Linked DNA regions of Sus scrofa: region 2 is linked to region 1. The links are chromatin contacts, called in public Hi-C maps. All regions are on one chromosome and are shown on one strand. The core of a region is the stretch at or near the end of the contact, and the rest is flanking DNA. Distances in the headings are between cores, read along the strand shown. Region 1 holds the start of DDIT4 (DNA-damage-inducible transcript 4). Region 2 holds the start of DNAJB12 (dnaJ homolog subfamily B member 12).

Evidence for each region. A called contact is a pair of places that touch in the nucleus more often than the background predicts.
Region 2: a Hi-C map of liver shows a contact between it and region 1, with 2.7 times the contacts expected there. The contact joins the promoter of DNAJB12 here to the promoter of DDIT4 in region 1. A contact is called at or near these places in 4 of 5 promoter capture datasets (fetal liver, fetal skeletal muscle and liver), 21 of 47 Hi-C or Micro-C datasets (adipocytes, alveolar macrophages, blood and 11 more) and 2 of 2 datasets of contacts at active chromatin or transcription factors (alveolar macrophages and skeletal muscle).

Annotation. Positions count from the first base shown.
Region 1 is chr14:75,113,565-75,120,014 of Sscrofa11.1, reverse strand. It overlaps DDIT4 (DNA-damage-inducible transcript 4), which reads right to left and starts at 2,307. Exons shown (of 3, transcript NM_001243452.1): 1 at 2,158-2,307; 2 at 1,769-2,031; 3 at 108-1,485. The coding sequence starts at 1,970. The coding sequence ends at 992.
Region 2 is chr14:75,188,041-75,194,074 of Sscrofa11.1, reverse strand. DNAJB12 (dnaJ homolog subfamily B member 12) reads left to right here and starts at 3,966. Exons shown (of 9, transcript XM_013983329.1): 1 at 3,966-3,981; 2 at 4,112-4,537. The coding sequence starts at 4,405.

The DNA.
Region 1 (6,450 bases), core at 1,058-3,557:
CGAAAGGTACAGAGAAACACACAGGTGGATCAGCGTCTGAAGAAACCCACCTGTGCCAGCACCCTTGACCCTCCCTTTTATTTCTTGGCACTGAGAGCAGACAACTCTTTTAACAAACATTTTCTTTTTTATTAGAAAAGTACAAAATATTGCATAGGTCTTAATACTTGAACATCAAGTGTATTCATGAACAGCGAGTATCTTCATGTAAACAGTTCTAGATGGAAGACCCAGATGGTACTCCTCTGGGGGAGGGGTTCCAGCCCCCAGCCCAATCAGCCCCATCCCCTTACAGGGTGACCCTTCAGTCCACATCTGGGGATGGGCCAAACGCAGCTTCCAGGTGTATTTTTTTCTTCAAGTGTCAAAGATCCCCAAGTGATCCTAACACCCACCCCTTCCTACTCTTACATTCATGCGTCTGTAAGATAGCTGCCTGGAACAGGTCAGTAGTGAAGCTCTGATCAAAACAAACAAACAAACAAACAAAAGATACAAAAAACAAAGAACAGACATTTGGCCCCTTCGGACCATAAGATACACAAACCACCTCCATGACCTCCCCCCTCCCACCAGGGCTGGCTGCAGCGAGCACACATCCCCCCTTGCAGAGGCCAGTGCAGCCCAGCTGCTCTCCTGGCTCTGTCACACCACTGTTGACTTAACTGTCTTACTGTCAGTAACAATAAAAATAATAAGGTACATGCTACATAACACATCCAGCCAGAAGCCTGGTTGGCCCCTAAGCCTTTGTTTCATGCTACAGTACAGAGGGGCGGGGTGTGCCCCCAACTGGGAGCCACCCATACATGCCCCATTGAGCTTTCTAGGGAAACAGTAGGTTCCCCCCAGCTCAGCCTTCCTCCCCTCAGGTGGCTGTTGTCAGTTTTCTAACGACAGGCAACAGGCCCTCAGCTCCTGCCTGCCAACGTCCACCCCAAAAGTTCAACTGTCTCTGCCATGGGGGCAGTGTCGGCCCCCAGGCCCAAGTTCAACATTCTTCAATGAGCAGCTGCTCGGAGCTGTACAGCTTCTTCTTGATGACTCGGAAGCCAGTGCTCAGCGTCAGGGACTGGCTGAAGCCGGGGACGAAGGGAGAGTTGGCGGAGCTAAACAGCCCCTGGATCTTAGGCCAGAGGCGTGAGTCCAGGCGCAGCACGAGGGTCAGCTGGAAGGTGGGCACAAGGCTGGGGTCGAGGGCCAGCTGGCCCACGCTGTGGCAGCTCTTGCCCTGCTCTACGCAGACGTCCAGCAGCGCCCCCCGCAGGCCGCACGGCTCACTATAGGCCAGGCGCAGCAGTTCTTTGCCCACCTGGCTCACCAGCTGGCCGGGCATCAGCAGGCGCGCGGGGCGCCGCGAGCCCAGCCGCGCCTGGGCCAGGCTCTCCTGCAGCAGCTGCATCAGGCTGGCACACAGGTGCTCATCCTCAGGGTCGCTGAGCAGCTCGAAGTCAGGCAGGGACACCCCATCCAGGTATGCAGAGTCTGGAAGGGAAAGCACATAGGGAAGGAAGGTAAGAGCAGTTCCAAAAGGAGGAGGTGCTGTTTCGCTAAGAAAGCAGCACTCCTCTTGCCCCTCCGTGCCTCAGTTTCTGCCGCACACTCATCATACCCTATGCTTCAACCCCCTCCTCTGGCCTGTCCCCGCTCTGCGATCTGGATTCTGGTGGCCTACGAAGCCAAGGTGGCTTTGACTCTTTTCAGCGAGGTCCTTTCTCACCTTCCCCGCCCCTCGAGTCGCGTCCGGCCCTCGCCCGCGGCGGCTTACCTTCCTCCGGCCCAAAGCCACTGTTGCTGCTGTCCAAGGACTCGCAGTCCGAGCTCTCCAGGCTCGCGCAGCGACCGAGCCCTTCTTCCCGGGCCGCTGACCCCCAGGCTGAACGCGGAGGCTGATTTGGGGTGGGAGTTCGGGACAAGGACGAAGACGAAGAGGAGGAGGACGACGAGAAGCGATCCCAAAGGTTAGGCATGGTGAGGACGGACGCCAGGACGTTTGCAGATGAGCTCACCGGTGCTGGAGCGCAGAAGACGCTGTAAGACAAGAGCGACACGGGCCCGGCGTCAGTCTGAGGGGTGGACCAGACTCAGAGCGCTACGACCCCCGCGGCTGAGGCCTCCCTGCTCATCGATCCGCGCACACACAGAAGGGACACTCACCAGCTAGAGCAGTTAGCGAGAACTGCTCTGACGAGTGCGTACAGCCGCTTGACCGCTTGAATGGGTGCGCGAACTGGTGCCAACCCCCGAGCTCTGCCCAGACCTGTCCCTTCTCCTCAGCCTCACCTCCCCCTCGGCCTGCCTCGGTCCCTAGCACCAGCGCCGAGGGACCTATAAGGACTAGCGCGGGGAGGCCACACCCCTTCCGCGCCACGGCCCAATCCAGACCCGGGAGTGTGGCCCATCTCGGCCAATGGACTCCGGGCGCACGTTCGCAACGTTCTCTCCTGCCCGGTGACAGCCGCCTGGCCCCGCCTCCGTTGAGCCCCAGAAAGCTCTCGGCGGAACCCCCGAGCCACGGCCACGCCCCCTTTCTGGAAGGGATCCGCGGCGGCGGCGGCGGCGGCGGCGGCGGCGGCTGCAGCTGCCAAGGTCCCCGAGGGCGCTCGCGGCAGGGGAGGATCAAGGAAAGACTTGTTTATTATAGGGTCGTATTGCTGGGGGAGGGGTTAGGCCGCGGCCGCGCGGGGGAAGAGGCAGGGGAACTTGAGAGGGCAACAGGCAAGGAAAACGGTTGCCCTCAGCTTGTGGGAGCCTGCGAGCTATGGGTACAACTAGGAGCAGGGCTGGATGCCCGGGGGAGCAGACGTTAACCCAGCCCACTCTCGCGCAAGTACCCCACACTAACCTTCCTTACCAGGGGTCAGGATATGGGGGTGGGGCCCCAAAACAGCAGCTCAGAGCACTCTGCTCCCTTTCTGGGCGGCCGCACTTGCCTACTTGCCCGTTACTCTACAGACCCAGAGGATGGATTAATGAGGGGGGGCGGTGTCCATGCCCCCGATGTGAGCCTAGTTTCCTAACCGCGTCAGCGCCCACCCTCCAGCTGCCTTCAAAGACAGGGTTTGGGGAATGTGGTTGAAGGAATATTGATAGGCCCCAGTTCCTGGCGCTTGGTCCGGGAGCTGCGAACTGGGACCTACATCAGACGGACACACTGACCCACCCGCCGGCCCTACCGACCGACTGCGGTGCAGCAGTGCCTCCCCAGCCAGCTGCAGCTTAGAGGCCTCAGGCATCCGCCGGGTCCTAGCGCCCCTCTCTACCAAACGCTTTGTGTAAAAGACCTGGAGAGTTGCGTCAGGACCGAGGAGCTAGGTCTCCAGAAAAGCCCCGGAGTGCAATCGCCATCCCCTATTTCGTCATGCACACTGGGCCCCAAGAAATCAGGCCCGACGGCGGTGCTCAAAGAGTGACAGAGGTTGCTGACGGTGGGAAGAGGTTCGGACGGATTCGACCTTTATTTATTTAAAGGTTCATCAATCTGGGACACAGGATTCTGATGGAAGAGAGAACCCAGCTTACATCAGATGCTCCCTCCCGTCCCGGGGCGGGCCAGAGCCTAACCAGATCAGACTGGCAGGCCTCGCCTAGGGGCAGACTTGCGCGTGACCGAAGACACTTACAGGAGTAGTCGGGCCACTGCCACTCCCCCCCCCCATTAAAATTAAAAAAAAAAAAAAAAAAAGGCTGACCGGTGGGCCTTTTGGGCAAACCAAGACTTAAGACTGTAAAGCACCAGAATTCAAACCTTGCATCCCACTCCCACTTTCCAGATGGGAAAACCATCTCTGGAGACGAATTTATGGATTAAAAAAAAATAAATTAGAGGGCTCAGATTAGGAGATAAAGACTGCTGCAAAATAGTCGCTTAGCCACCTGGGCTTTCAAGGCCTGAAGACCAGCCCGTCCTTTTTATCCTCCAAGTTCCAGTCACTTGTTGGGAGTCTTAAATACAGCACATCATGGCAATTAGGTGATGTGCTTCCAGGGCTGAGAGTACATGATATCCTCTTGAAATCACCCTTTACTGAGATGGGAAGAAAAGAGTTGGGGTGATCTATATGGATGTGTCTTTCTGTCACTCAGGATTGAAAATCAGGGAATTAATCCATCGGGACCATTTTAAATACTCCTTCCAGGCTGACTGGGTTGAGGACATCTGAGACAGTAGGAGACAGACTTAGGGTGTCTTTCTTCTCTCTCTCTCCCCACCACCCCATGAAAAAAATTTCAGGTAAGTGTGGAACACCGATCTAAGAAAAATAGAGGTTTTCTAATAGAGGTTTCATAAGCAAAAAAGTCCAGAGCCATTTTGGAAAGGTCAGTTTACTAGGAATCCTTCATTCATTTAATAAATAGTCATCACAGAAGCAGTGTGCTAAGCACCTTTTCCCATTCATTGCCTCATTTGGTTAATTAAATAGCTTTTTATAATTGGGAAGGGCTTTGTTAATGGGGAACTGGATAATTTTGTTTCTTTTCAAAAGAAATCCATTAATGTTATCTCACTGTTTTCAAAAAGTGATGAAAAAAGGACAGGTGGTCTTAACCCTAGGAGGTTTTTCCCATAGCAGAGGAAGTGGGCTACAGGGTAAACAACCACCTGCTAGGAGGCCTGGTAGGTGGGGGCTAAATGGCTTTTCCACTGATACTCTTCACCCCTATGAAGGAGGGGGCAAAGCCCCATACCACTGTCTGCCAGGAGAGACTTTGGATATAGAAGGGTAGTTTCTTAACTGTTAGCCCCTCTGAGAAGCAGGGTGAGGGGCTTGGTTCATCCTGTGAGGTGAAGGGCAGCACCCCTTCCAGTGGCTGGGCCTGGAAAGACTCGTTACCGTCTCACACACCTGTCCCTGCATTGAAGCAGATGGGATACAGGGGACTCCGAAAGGTGGTACTCAAGGGGAGGAGGCAGCTCCATCTCCTAACCTCTGAACTAGGCTTCTTCAGAGCCTTCAAATATCCCATGAACTCTTCATTTGGTGTGCTTCTGTCCCCCTCAGGCCTAGGCTGGCTGCAGGTCAGGCTTGCCTGGACATGTTCCCACCAGCACCTTTGGAGACCCAGCTCTGGTATCTCTTCCTCCAGGAAGTCTTCAAGCTCCCAGCCCAACTCACCATCCTTGGTGCCCCTCCTCAGGTCATCCTCACACCCCACATATATCTCTGTTAATGACTGTTTTCACTTTGGAATTCCCACTGTGGCTCAGCGGGATAAGAACCCGACTTGTATCAGTGAGGATATGGGTTCACTCCCTGCCCTAGCTCAGTGGGTTCCTTAGCTGAGCGAGGATCCGGCGTTGCCACAAACTGTGGTACACCACAGACACAGCTCGGATCTGGTGAGATTGTGGCTGTGGCGTGGGCCGGCAGATGTAGCTTCGATTTGATCCCTAGCCTGGGAACCTCCTTATGCTGTGGGTACAGCCTTAAAATGACCCCAAAATGATAATAGTAACAACAAACTGTTTCTACTTTAATCTTCTCACTGGACTATGAGCTTTTTGAGGGTGAAGTTCTACTCTTCTTAACTTCAGTGGCCAGCACATGGTAGAGGCTCAGTGACTACTTCCTGGATGAATAAATGAATGAATGAGCAAATAGATGACTGCATAAAGCAAGAAGGTGGATTTTCCCAGAATTGCAGAACTACATCTGGATTTCCAGGATCTGAAGACCCTTTTAGGGTGGGCCTTCAGAAGATCTTGATGATGCTACTTGGAAACATCCACATATCTCAGGTGGGGCTAAAAAATAAAGTAAAATTAGCCTTTTTTTTAAGTGAACAGGTCGGTGGCATTTAGTGCATTCACATTGTGCGACCACCACCTCTATCTAAATCCAAAACATCTTTATCATCCCAGAGGAGATCCTGAACCCAACAAACTGTCACTCTCTTCGGAAATACTTTTTTTTTTTTTTTTGGCAGCACCATCGACATGTGGAATTTCTGGGGCCAGGGATCAAATCCACAGCCACAGCAGTGACAACACGAGATTCTTTTTTTTTTTTTTTGCTTTTTAGGGCTGCACCCGCTGCATATGGACGTTCTGAGGCTAGGGGTCTAATTGGAGCTATAGCTGCCAGACTACACCACAGTCACAGCCATAGCAATGCCAGGTCCAAGCTGCATCTGTGACCTACACCACAGCTCACAGCAATGCCGGACCCTTAAGCCACTGAGCAAGGCCAGGGATCAAACACACAACCTCATGGTTCCTAGTCAGATTTGTTTCTGCTGCGCCACAATGGGAACTCCCGACAACATGAGATTCTTAACCCCCTGGGCCAACAGGGGAACTCCCTCAAAATACTTTTGAAGTTTATATTCCCTTGTTGATGAGTGTGAGGATGCCCTTTGCACAACTCCGAGGGCACCATTCCAATGCCATTCCCATCCGAATCTATGCATTTACATGTGTCCTCTGGGGAAATATGTTCCAGGGAGCAC
Region 2 (6,034 bases), core at 2,717-5,216, 72 kb before region 1:
GCTTGTATCTCTCGCAAGTGTCCTATATTCATACATCTATTTCTTGTCTATCACTTTGTTTCTCGCTGAATTCCTTATTTTCTGAAACACAAAGAACCTGAGTCTCAGGAAGTCCAGACGCCAGGCAAGCGATCCTAATTTGTAAAAAAGGGTTCAATTCCCAATCTGGGTTTTGGCTGAGTCATAGGCATTTTGGTTTCACTACCACACACTCTCCCACCCACCCCTTCTGATCCTTACCACTCCAGACCCGCCCATCTAAACCAAACTACTAAGAACAGACCCAAAAAGTAAATAAGATTTTGTCATTTATTTGCATTGTGGGAAAGAAGAGATGGGCTTACCAGCCAGTAGCTGAGCAGTCACAGTCCAGTTCTGTAACACAACAAATTACAGGCCTTCTTTTACACTTGAGCACCCTCCTTACAAAGTGAAGCACCTGAGGTCAGCTGGAGAAGAGGGGCCTTGTGACACTCAGGAAATGGAAGCGACACTTAGCAGGAGAGGGGACTATCTAGTAGCCCCAGATCAACAAACCTCAGAGAGGCTATGCGAAATGTATCCCAATGTGAATCCTATAACAGAGACGAAGGACCCATCAATTTGTGGAGACCTCAATTTTCTCTAAGCATAGGGCTGTCTTACTAGGGAGGGGCTGACTCTTCACCTCCAGGATATTCTCCACAGGCCAGCTTGGAGTCACAATGAAACAGGAGGGAAGAGAGCAGAGCGCAACCCTCAAAGAGTGACACAGCCATTGCGGATAAGTGAAAAGTGGTTATAACCAACTAGGTCCAAGATGGCAGGAAGTTCTACTTCTGGTGGACCTTGAGCCTCATTATATGCTCATTGTAATACATTAGCTAAATGACACATTCACAGGTGCCATGACGGTTCTGAGGCTGACCATAAAAGCCCCAGAGTGCACAATGACCCAATTCCTGGGAGTTCTGCCCCTTCCCCAAAATTGTTGAAATAATCCTCCCACTCATTAGCCTATGAAGTTACCCAGCCTAAAAACACCAATTCCCATATTTCGGCATCTCTCACCTTCTGAGATGGCCCACACTATCTCTCTCAATAAGTCTACTTCTTATACTATAAGAAAGAGAAAGACAAATACAATATGATATCACTTACATGTGGAATCTAATATATGGCACAAATGGATCTATCTGTAGAAAAGAAACAAACTCATGGACATAGAGAACACACTTGTGGTTGCTGAGGGGAGGGGGAGGGAGAGGGATGGACTGGGAGTTTGGGGTTAGCAGATGCAAACTATTGTATTTGGAGTGGATAAGCAATGACTTCCTGCTGTATAGCACAGGGAAACTATATCTAATCACTTATGATGGAACATGATAGAAGATGATGAGAAAAAGAATATATCCATACCTGGGTCACTTTGCTGTACAGCAGAAGTTGACCAAACACTGTGAATCAACTATAATAATTTTTTTTTTAAATCTACTTCTTACCTCTCACTTTGACTCTCGCTGAACTCCTTCTGTGCTGAGACATAAAACAAGAATTTCAGTAAGTCCTAAGACCAGGTGTGTGATTTTAATTAAAAGACAATGGGTTTGGAATTCCCACTGTGGCTCAGTGGGTTAAGCAGCTGACATAGTGCCTGTGAGCATGAGGGTTTGATCCCTGGCCTCACTCAGTGGGTTAAGGATTCAGCTACAGTTCCTTAAGGGATATATAAATTAATATATCTTTGAGTTCTTTAGGAATTAAGGCCCCCACCCAGATGGAGGATGGAATGATGGTATTGACTCTCCTGAGTTCAGTGAACTAAAGCTTGGATTCAGTTGACCTTTGCCCCAATTTTATGCTGAATTCTCTGCTCAAGCCTTGTCATGAATATACATGTACCCTTAGCTTAAAACTTCCCCAATTTTGTGTTTTGGGGAGACATTGCTTTGGAAAAGGTCCCCGGTTTTCTCCTTAACAAGTAATAAATCCTTCCTTCTTGAGGAACTAGCAGAAAGGTGGCCTCTGTACACCAGCATCAATTAAGTCTCAGAGACAGAGTTTTGGGTGAAGCAGAATGAACAGCTTTATTGTTCTGCCAGGCAAAGGAGGCCACAGCAGGCTAACACCTCAAAACTGTGTCCTCCCTTGAGAGGGGATAGAAAGGATCTTATAGGTTTAGCCCGAAAGATTAAGGTATCTACAGTCTTCTCCCTCTTTTTTTTTTTTTTTTTTTTTGTCTTTTTGCTATTTCTTTGGGCCACTCCCGCAGCATATGGAGGTTCCCAGGCTAGGGGTCTAATCGGAGCTGTAGCCGCCGGCCTGCGCCAGAGCCACAGCAACGCGGGATCTGAGCCTTGTCTGCAACCTACACCACAGCTCACGGCAACGCCGGATCCTTAACCCACTGAGCAAGGGCAGGGACCGAACCCGCAACCTCATGGTTCCTAGTCGGATTCGTTAACCACTGCGCCACGACAGGAACTCCCCAGTCTTCTCCCTCTATGGATCATTTTAGAGTGGTCAAGGCGGGTGTCAGTCTGGTGGTGGCTTTCTTGCTGTCTTTGGGGTTATGATGGTTCCTTGCCCTTCCCTCTGGAATGAAGATTGCTTACAGGGAAGGGGTGGTGGGGGGTGTTCCAATTACAAAAAAGAACACTAAATGCAATATAACTCTAACTAAAAAGTAACCGTTAGTAAAAGAAAGCAATTAAGCAAGGACTAGATCCTTTGTGAAAAGCTAGTTAAGAGTAAGTGTGTGGGCCAAGGCAGGGCATGACATCATGAAGACTATTTTAACTAGTTTTTATCTATAATAATATTTCCTAATCATTGACTCTTTTTTTTCTCTTTTGTCATTTTAGGGCCATACCCACAGCATGTGGAGGTTCCCAGGCTAGGGATCGAATAGGTGCTGTAGGCCTACACCACAGCCACAACAACGTGCGATCCGAGCCATGTCTGCGACCACAGCTCACAGCAACGCCAGATTTTTAACCCACTGAACGGGGTCAGGGGTTGAACCCATGTCCTCATGGATACTAGCTGGGTTCTTTAACCACTGAGCCATGATGGGAACTCCCTTAATCATTAACTCTTGTGTTAGCCTTTTAAGACCAAGGCTAAAGGAAAAGTCTTTTCCTTCAAAACACAAGGACTTAAGATTTTTTTTTTTTTTTTTTCTTTTTGCCATTTCTTGGGCCACTCCCATGGCATATGGAGGTTCCCAGGCTAGGGGTCGAATCGGAGCTGTAGCTGCTGGCCTACACCACAGCCACAGCAATGCAGGATCCAAGCTGCGTCTGCGACACACATCACAGCTCAAGGCAACGCCAGATCCTTAACCCACGGAGCAAGGCCAGGGATCAAACCCGCAACCTCATGGTTCCTAGTTGGATTCGTTAACCACTGAGCCACAACGGGAACTCCAAGGACTCAAGATCTTATACAGGGTTTCAAAACCAGGACCCTACCCCAAGGCTGCACCATTTTTTCCTTGACTAATCCTCCCCAGTTTCTTCATTCCCTCCCTTAAGATCTTTAATGACTGAGACCTGTTCAAGGGCCAGCATTGCAGCCAGGCTTAGATCACAAATTGGCTTAAGCCAAAATGGATTCTTAGGAGTTCCCATTGTGGCTCAGTGGTAATAATCCCAACTACTATCCATGAGAATTCGGGTTCCATCAATCCCTGGCCTCGCTCAGTGGGTTAAGGATCCAGCGTTGCCGTGAGCTGTGGTGCATTTGCTTTTCCTTCTGCCTGGACCACCTTTCTTCCAGGTGACTTAACACCTGGAATACCTATTCTCTCTTTCTTGAATTCAGATTTCTATTAAAATAACCGCTTCTGGGAGAAGATTTATCTGATCAGGCTATTTTGCACCTTCCACTCTCAATCTCTTTATTTCTTTATATTGTCTTTTTTTTTCTTCATAGCATTTATCACGCTTGGACTCTATCTCTTTATTGGATGTCTCCCCACCCGGCTACACACACTGGAAGGTAAGCTCCCTGAGGGCAAGGGCTTTGTTTTTTCACCGCTGCCTTGTACTTAGCATGGCAAATAGCGGGTATTCAATAAATATCCGCTGAATGAATAAATAAATAAGCCACCTTCATCTCAAATACACAGAGTTACTACCAAGAACATGCAAAAATACAATACTTGAAGACCTCTGAATACGACTCCTTTGGGCTCCAGGAATGTGGTTGTGCACACTTAGCGCTTCTGCTACACGTCCCCCTCTTAGAAGACATACGGTAGCACTTCCTCCTTCGCTCAAAATCTCGCACTAATCTCGGAAAAGGAGGGGGCAGAGGGTTACGTCACCATCCTGCGACAGCCTGCCCCGAGACGCGCCAGCAGCTGGCTCAGCCTTTCGCTCCCCGGCCTCCCCCTCCCTGGTTCCGCGCTCTGGTTCCGCCATGGAATCTAACAAGGATGAAGCCGAGCGCTGTATTAGCATCGCCCTCAAGGCCATCCAGAGCAACCAGCATGACAGGGCGCTCCGCTTCCTGGAGAAGGCGCAGCGGCTGTACCCGACCCCGCGAGTTCGCGGTGAGTGTGAGGTGCCGGAGACACAGAGGGGACATTAGAACTGATGGGGGGAATATGGGAACGGACCGACGGGATCAGTTGGAGGAGGGGGAGGGGTGGCGAGGCGCGGCTACGCCTGCGTACTGAGACGCGCGGTGGCCGCTGGGAGGTGTAGTGTTCGGCTCTCCCACTTCTCTGGGATGCTGGACACCTAATGAGAGGGGCCACAGCGACGTCAGCTTTCCTGGGGCTTGCGGACCCCTCTGAGATTTGGAGTTCCCAAGAATGAGAGGCGCTGGCAGGTGGGACGAAAGGAACTTACCTGGAAGCGAAATTGAACTACTTTTCCCAAGGGGCCATTCGGTGGCTGGGAGCCAGTTGCCGGTTTGGGAAATATTATAGTTTAGGAAAATAAACAACTCCTCTGACGGAGAGAATAGGTTCTAGAGAGGGAAAGAGGACTTCCGACCTTCGATCGGCCTGAAAAAGCGTCTCCATATTTTCTCACCCGGGGAGGGCCAGGGATCACCCTCCCCAAACGAGAGCCTACCTTCTTCCCATTCCACACAGTCTGCCCTGTGACTGTGGCTGAAAATGCGGCCTCTGTACACCTGCACCAGTTAAGTCTTGGAGACAGGAGACAGAGTTTTGAGGAAGAGAAAGAACAGCTTTATTGCTTTGCCAGGCAAAGGAGGACACAGCAGCCTAATGCCTCAGAACTATCTCCTGACCTGAGAGGGGATGGCAAGGGATTTTATGGCTTTAGCCCAGAAGTCAGGGTTATTGATTAAGGTGTCCATATTAGTCTTCATCCATAGGTCATTTCAGAGTTGTCAAGGCTGGTGTCAGTGGGTCCGGTGATGATTTCTAGTTGTCCTCAGAGTTATCGTTCCTTGCCCTTCCCTATGGAATGAAGATTGCTTACTGGGAAGGGGTGTTAGGGAGTGTTTCAATTACAAAAGAAAACACTAGATGCAATATAACTCTAACTAGAAAGTAAATATTAGTAATACGTTAGTGGGCCACAGCAGAACATCACGTAATGGACTGTTTTAACTAGTTTTTGGCTGTAACAATATTTCCTAATCATTACGCATTGAATCAGCCTTTGGAGACTGAGGTGAGGCTAAAGGAAAGGGCTTTTACTTCAGAACACAAAGATTTAGGGTCTGGTACATGGTTTCAACACTGGGCCCCTCACTCCCTCCTAGAGCCTCTTCTCCCACCTGCAAGATTTGGAGCACTGTCCTCAGCCACCCTCTCCCACCCTTGTCCCCAAGAGTCCATCAGTGGCCAGTCATGTGCCCACTGAGGTTTCTGGGCTGTTAAGTGGCCCTGGACTGAGGTTTCCAAACTAGAGAGGGAATAGTGAGGTTGTCTGTACTACTCATCTTCTCACTTTACCCAGAAACCCCCCCTCCCCGTTTTTCTTTAACCTAAGTCTTAATTGGAGTTTTTCTTCATACATGCTGGAGAGAAAAAAGAGTCCATTAAAGATACAGGGTTTGGGCCTGCAGT